Linked DNA regions of Zea mays: region 2 is linked to region 1. Evidence: chromatin contacts called from public Hi-C data. All regions are on one chromosome and are shown on one strand. Each heading gives the region's core, a stretch centred on a gene start, on an enhancer-like site or on the middle of the called end of the contact. The rest is flanking DNA. Distances are from core to core; before and after follow the strand shown.

Region 1 (3,702 bases), core at 773-3,272:
CGTGGTGGAGCACGCGCTGGTTGATGTGCTGGTACTGGTCGCCAAGCGACTCCATGTGGCCGTCGATCTGGTGGAGCTTGTGGAAGGGGAGCACGATGAGCGCGGCTCGCTTCTGGTGCGCGCTGGTGACGACGTCCTCGTGGATCGTTTCCAGGTCGGAGATGGCCGTCATGGCCCGGATAGACACGCGGCTCAGCTGCTGGTACGTCTCGAAGGCGACAACGAGCTGGTCGCCGCCGCCGTCGCCGTTGCGCCGCCTGTTCCAGAACGGCATGCCGTTGCGACGAGCTTTGTGGACCATGCAGATGGCGGACGATCTCTCGGAGAGCTCCACGAGGTGCATGGCGTAGACGGTGATGCCACGCTTCCGCGTGCCGCGCGAGGACTCCATCAGGTTGATGATGGTGGGGATGTTTCGCGTGCTGTGGAAGCAGGCCATCATGCGGAACTCGTCGTGCGGGTTCGCGCGCTGGACGGTGCGGTTCTTGTACGGCGCCCCCCGCCGCGCTGGCTTGTAGATTGTCATGACCACCGGCGTCGTGATGAAGGTTGTGATGAGCGCCATGAGCACGAGGATGGCGAAAGTCTCGTCGTTAAGGACATGCCGGTCCTTGCCGATGTTGAGGACGATGAGCTCCACGAGCCCCTTGGTATTCATCAGGAACCCGAGCGTGAGGGCCTCGCGGAACGGCACCCGGACGATGAGCGACGCGATCACCGTGCCGCCGATCTTGCCTATGCACGCGGTGGCAACGACGAGGACTAGGAGGGCCCACGAGTCACCGCCCTTTATGGTCATTACGTTCGTCTTGAGGCCGCTGGACACGAAGTAGAGCGGCAGGAACAGGCCAGATATGAGGTCCTCCACCTTCTCCAGGAGAACCCCGGCGAACGGCCCGTCCTTAGGGACGATGATGCCGACAATGAACGCTCCAAAGAGCGCGTGGATGCCAATGGCATCGGTGGCGAATCCGGCGGCAAGCACGATGGCCAGAGTCGCGCATATGTAGAGCTCCTTCACTGGCTCGCCTTCAGGGGATCGCCGTGCCATCCAGGTGAGGCCCGGGCGGAGCAACAAGAACGCCGCGAGGACAAAGCCAGTTCCCGCTAGCAGCACCCATAACGAGACAAGAGGGGAACCGGTGCCTGACAAAGCGATGGCCAGGGCCAGAAGTATCCACGCAACGACGTCGTTCACGGCGGCAGCTGACATGGCCATGCGCCCGAGGTCGGTGGTGAGCAGCTTGAGCTCGGCGAGAATGCGTGCCAGCACCGGGAACGCCGTGATGGAGAGCGCGACACCCATGAAGACGAGGAACGGAGCCGTGGGCACGCCGCGGGCGACGGTGTGCTGGAGGACAAAGGAGGTGCCGATGCCCATGATGAAAGGAAGGGAAATGCCGGCGACCGCGATGACGAGGGCCGTGCTCCCAGTGTGTCGTATGGCGCGGAGGTCCAGCTCGAGGCCCACCAGGAAGAGGAAGTAGAGGAGGCCAATGTTGGCGATGGTATCAAGAACGGTTAGGCTCTGCTTCGGGAACACGGTGTTCAGGAAGGCGGTGCTGCGGCCCACCGCCGACGGACCAAGAAGAATCCCGCCCTGATCATTATTCATTATTATAGAATATTAATTAATTATTTACAAATGCAGATTGAAATCAACCTAGCGAAGCACTCACGATGATCTCCGCGATGACGCGCGGTTGCCGCAGCGGGCGGAGGATGAAGGCGAGCACGCGGGTGAGCACGACGACAATGCAAATTTGCAGGATGGCGAGCGGGAGTGCCGAGTGTAGCGGGTTCTCTCCCTGGAACACGCCGTCCGACGTTGCCTTCATGGGCTTCAAGGCCTCCGCTGTCGCGTTGTCCATTGCCGTCCTAAAGTGCGAGTCGCCCTCCCTCCCCTTCGTCTCGTTTCCCTCCCCCACCCGTGTTAGCCTACGACCAAGGGGGAAGGGGCGATGGATAGGAGGCTTAGGCTAAAGAGGGGAGGTAGACTCGTGGGCTCGTGGCGCTCTCTGCATGCACGTACCTATTTCTTGCAAACTAGCTTAGTATTTTTAGGCATTCATGTAAACGATAGTAACAAGGGGATGAAATGACCTGACCAAAATTAAATCCGTTCAAACTTATAATGTTTTGAGATATAAATACGATAAAGGTAGATTTATCTTGAATGATTCATTAATAGTGTTTGTTTGAGAAATGAAGTGATTTATCTTCTTCTCACTCCTCACTTTTTTATTTGGTTTGTGTAATAGAATGAGTTCATCCATCACCACCCCATTCCTCATAAGCTAATAATTAGTATATACATGAGGAGTGTGTTGATTCCACCAAAATTGATGGAATAAACTTATGATGCATCACCTCATAAAGCATAGAGTGACTCCACAAACCAAACACACCATAAAAGTAGTGCCACACTCCTATAGTTAACCACTTATACTCAATGGTTTACTATGTAAAAGCATCTGGTTTTTCTTCAGCAAAGATAGCGTTTGTCGAGTGCTATAACACATCGGTATGTCAAGTATGAGGCACTCGCATACGTAGACACTCGACAATTTTTTTGTCTAGTGTTAAGCACTCGGCTGTAAGGAAAATGGACCCCGAGTCATTTGGCTAAGTGATTTGGTGTTTGACGATCAACATAACCTTGTAGACTAATGTGTTTGCTAGTGTTTGTTTTTATAGTTCATAGGATGCGAAGAGGATTGGACTGAGACACTGAGAATGCAACACCTCAAAAAAAGACATAAAAGATGTATAGAAGTCCAAGACTCAAGAAGAAAAGAAGTCCAAAAGAAATAGTGAAGAAATTCATGAATTGGGCAGTCAGCCAGCGCTATGGTGGCGCACCAATAAAGAAACATTTGTCGAGTGTCTTTTTTATACACTCGCCAAAGTGTACTTATTTTTTTCTTTTTACTCCCAATCTTTTTGTACTGTGTTCGCATAGTACTTGGAACAACATATTTAATTTTGGCATATTTCTAGAAGTGTTTGATATATTTAGTAAATTTTTATTTAATTAAATTTCTTCAAAAATTCAAATTTGAATTGTAAGTCATCCGAATAATGGAAAAAATAAATAAAAATGATATTCATGTTATTAAGTATACGTTGAGGACGTTTCTAGGAACACATTAGAAATTTCGAATATCATGTTCATAAAACATGACCAAGAACTTACGGTCCAATTGTTTTTAAATTGTATAAAAAGCAAATAAAGTCAGAAAATTATGAAACATGTTGATATGTCATGATCTATATGTGGAGGCTGTGATAAAAAAATTGACAAGACTTCAATCAACTTTGTCACGTACGACGCTTTGCACCTAGTCAGCCATAACATGATATCATGAAATTTATTCAGAGATTATTGTGTTTGTATGTATTGTAGTGACAAATTCCATGAAACATTATTATTTTTTTATCATAGCCTCCATATATGATGTCATGATATCTCGATAAGTTTCATGATTTTCTAACTTTGTTTAGTTTTTATACAATTTAAAAAACTGGACCACAAGTTTTCGTGGTCATGATTTTCTAACTTTGTTTAATATTTTGGAATTTCTGTAGATAATTGGACAATTCCCTATGTAACAATTTGGTATATTCGGTCGACACTAGACTGGGTATTATTGTGTTATGCAGTTTCAATCGTCCCGTGAGGTTTCGTTGAAGTCGAGATCA
Region 2 (3,702 bases), core at 746-3,245, 260 kb after region 1:
CATCACAATCTAAAACTATTATCTGCACATCTCTAGAATCAAAGTCTGAAAATACATAGTCTGAGCAACAATGAACTGAAAGGCTCAATTACTTGTTCTCTCTAGATATTTGCAAAGGGTGCATTTTAAGGAAATCCTGGACTGTGTGGGCAGTATTTTAAGGAAATCCTGGACTTGTTGCCTCCCGATCACATTTAGTATGTGTGGACTATTAAAAGAGTGCCGCAGTATTTTAAGAGAACACAGATTACGTAGGTGCAAAGTGGGCTGCCCATATAAAGGCCCTTTTTCCAAAGCCCATACACATGTGCAAAGTGGGCTGTTTGAAGGGTGTGTTTTTTAAAAATTTTGAGTCTAGTTTTCTGTTTTTCAGTTTTTATTTAAGAGGGTTGTTGGAGTATATACATAATAATTTAGGACATATTTGGAAGCATCTAGATGCTAGTTTATAGAAATTGATGTGGTTCTAAACATATCATACCTTAGTTTATAAAAATTGGATTATCAGTTTCTTAAAAACTAAGAAGCTGACATCTTCTAGCTAAAAGATAAAAACTAATTTCTTAAAAACTGGGTTGCTTACAAACATGATCTTACTCTTAAAATTTTTAGTCTGCCCTCAATAATTTTTTTTGTTGGAAACTTCTTAGCATTGTTTTGAAGTTGCTCTAATACTAGAATCTATCGTCTCTTAATCTAAAGTTCAACGCAAAACTGAAGAAGTCAGAACTTCCATATAGGAGCCGGCAACCTTCTTGGAGCAACGAATTTGAAAGAAAAACGCAGCTGCTGCAACTACATCTGGAAAATACCCCACAGACGGGAGAAGAAAACCAGGAACAATTATAGAAGCAAGCAGTTGATATTTGACCGACTAGTCCAGGCGCTTGGACAGGGTTTAATTTACTGACGTCTTGTGGTCCAAGCTTCTGAAGAAGAAACCCGCGTCGGCCTGAGGTAGCTAGCTTCAGGTGACGAGGTAGATGGGCATCACCGGAGCGCCTCCAGTGCCAAGGCTAGTGGACCTGAGGCTGACGTAGGGAACCGCCACTGCCGCGGCGCCAAGCTCGGCGGCGGCCAGGCGGCCGGACCGCACGGCCGGTGCCCAGCACGTGCACGCGGACGCGCCGCCGCCGTCGTCCCCGCCAGCATCGCAGTCGGTGAGGTACATAGGCACGGTTGGCGACGCGGGCGACCCGTACTGGGGAGGTGGAGCTCCTGCGGCGGGTCTGGTTGATGAGGGGCGCTTCCTGAAGAGATGGAGCGCGGCAGAGGCGGCGGAGCTCCACCACCGGCGGCGCTGCTGCTGTTTCTGCTGGCGGTGGTGCTTCTTGGCGATGGGCTTCTGTAGCTTGAACCGCGCGGAGTCCAGGGGCTTCAACTGCGCAGGCTGCTGGTGGCGCTGGCGCCTGCCCCACGGTCGCTTCGCCTCAGGCTGAGGGGAACAGAGGAACCACACCGCACGTCAACAAGATGCAAGAACGTAACCAGCGTCCAGCATGCAGCAGGCATGATTGGATCTTTGTTCCTTTTGGAAGAGGTCGATGCAATCATGTAGAGCAGTAGTGTAGTGTTGAGAACTAGAGATGGACCTGGGAGGGGAAGTGGAGGAGCTGCGGGTCGAAGCCGTAGTCGCTGAAGTGGTCCGACTCGGGCTCGGAGGCGGGCGCGGGGAACGGAGCACTCACGGCCGCCGCTCGCTTCTTCCCCATCGCCGCAGGGCCTCTCAGTTACCGCCGGTATGCTCTGTGCAGTGCCGTGCCGAGCCAGCCAGCTTCGCAGGGAAAGAAACGGAGCCCAGGGAGGTAGAAACAAGGAACCACGCCACCAACTCTTGTGTCTGTCTGTCTCTGGGAGTCTGGGATTTATTTTATTTTTGTTTCTGTTTTGTGAAAGGAGTCTGGGATTCGGAAAAGAAGGCCATGGAAGCTGCGATCTCGTTGAGTCGTTGTAAGTATTGAAGCGCGGCGGATGTTTGGGGAGATGGGCAAGCAAGCTCGAAGAGTGTTGAATTGAGTGAGCTGAGCTGGTGGGCAAAGGAACCGACCGGCCCAGCAGCCAGCAAAGTGACCGTTGCAGCTGCAACTGCTCCCGCTCCCACTCCCAAGCGCGGTCCCTTGAGAGCCTTTAATGGCAGCGGCGCCCTCCTTTTTCAAGCCTTTCTCCATTGCTCGTGCCTCCGCTACTTGAAGAGACAGACTGTAAAAGGGAGGCCGGTCTGTCCGTCAATCCTTTTGACCAACCAACCGGCAAGGCGACAATGCGTACCAGCGCACTCTGCCCTCTGCTTCTTTTTTTTCCCCCGGCATTTCCGGTTTGGGTCTTGCCTCCTTGAGAAAATAGTTCCTTAAAAAGTTTTATAGTGTTATTTCAAAACTGTAATATCGTATGAAATAAAAAAATATTAAACTTCTGCAAGGTTTTATTCTATTTTTTATCAATAAATACGGTCTATTTGGTTTACAGGTTAACCATATCTAAATTCATCCGTTCTAGTATCCGAACCTAATTAGGTCGTTTGGTTTGTATCGTCGATTCAAAATGTTTTCCATAAATACATTCCTAGCACCACTTTGTACTAGGCTATTAGTACAATGACAGTAGATTGCAACGGCACAAAGGTCATATTTTATGGTATAGTACAACACAGTATGACATGTGAGGGCTTAGATGCAAGCATCCTATCCACAAAAGAAAAAAAAATTAAAGCGGTGTCGTGGCTAGAGATGGCAATGGTACCCGCGATCCGATACCCGATGGGTATTTACTCCATTAGGGTATGTATGTGGGCTAAATATTCTACCTGTAGGTCTGTTATTGGGCAAAAATCTTCACCCAATGGGTAAACGGGTATTAGAACGTTCCGCCTTCACCCATACCCGTTAACCCGTGGGTATAAAATACCCAATATAAACTTTGCCCAAGCATGAACTTGGATTTTAGTCATCCAACTTTTTATTATTTAACAACAATTTAATGACCATGTAATGGAACATGTAATGTGCTATGTAGTACTATCATAGTGTTATTACTTTATCTAATTATCTTTGGTGTGTTGAATGGATGATTAAATGATGCTAGAAAATTTTGTAGCGGTATTTATATAGATATACTTGAAATTTGTATAGTATAATATTTTGATAGTAGTTTAATTTTTGTGGGTACGGGTGACCCAATGGATGACCCATACCCACATGAGTATGGGTATGGGGGTAAATCCATACCCGCCAGTGTATATGGGTGACCCGGTGGGATTATTTTTGCGTCGTGGGTATGAGTATGAGGTAGTAATACCCGGTGGGTATTTACCCATTGCCATCTCTAGTCGTGGCCGAAGGTATCTGAGTCACTAATTTCGTCAAAAAATAACAAGTTTTACGTAAAAGCGTCTGTTGTTCACTTGTTCTCAAATGCTGTGAATCAAGAACAAGGCAACATAATTGTTAATTATAACAGACCTTCATCTTCTGAAGTATTATCTCCACATGGGTATAATATTCATCAGACGAAGGTCAAGAAGGACATACTTCATCATTTAATATATGAATATGAACGCAAAAGGATGTAGACAATAACTGTATCTTGTTGATTCATTTATATTTGCATTCCACAAAACATATATGAGTATTAACAGAATTCATATTACATTGATACCTTCGGCTTGCTCGAAGGTGAAGACAAGAGAGAGTGATTATAATCCAG

Evidence for each region. A called contact is a pair of places that touch in the nucleus more often than the background predicts.
Region 2: a Hi-C map of tassel shows a contact between it and region 1, with 3 times the contacts expected there. The contact joins the promoter of LOC100194384 here to the promoter of LOC100191437 in region 1. A contact is called at or near these places in 4 of 25 Hi-C or Micro-C datasets (ear, leaf and tassel).

What each region holds. Positions count from the first base shown.
Region 1 is chr8:87,511,779-87,515,480 of Zm-B73-REFERENCE-NAM-5.0, forward strand. LOC100191437 (Cation/H(+) antiporter 19) reads right to left here and starts at 2,023. Exons shown (of 2, transcript XM_008656014.3): 1 at 1,680-2,023; 2 at 1-1,600. The coding sequence starts at 1,871.
Region 2 is chr8:87,775,880-87,779,581 of Zm-B73-REFERENCE-NAM-5.0, forward strand. LOC100194384 reads right to left here and starts at 1,996. Exons shown (of 2, transcript NM_001139416.1): 1 at 1,593-1,996; 2 at 717-1,435. The coding sequence starts at 1,712. The coding sequence ends at 968.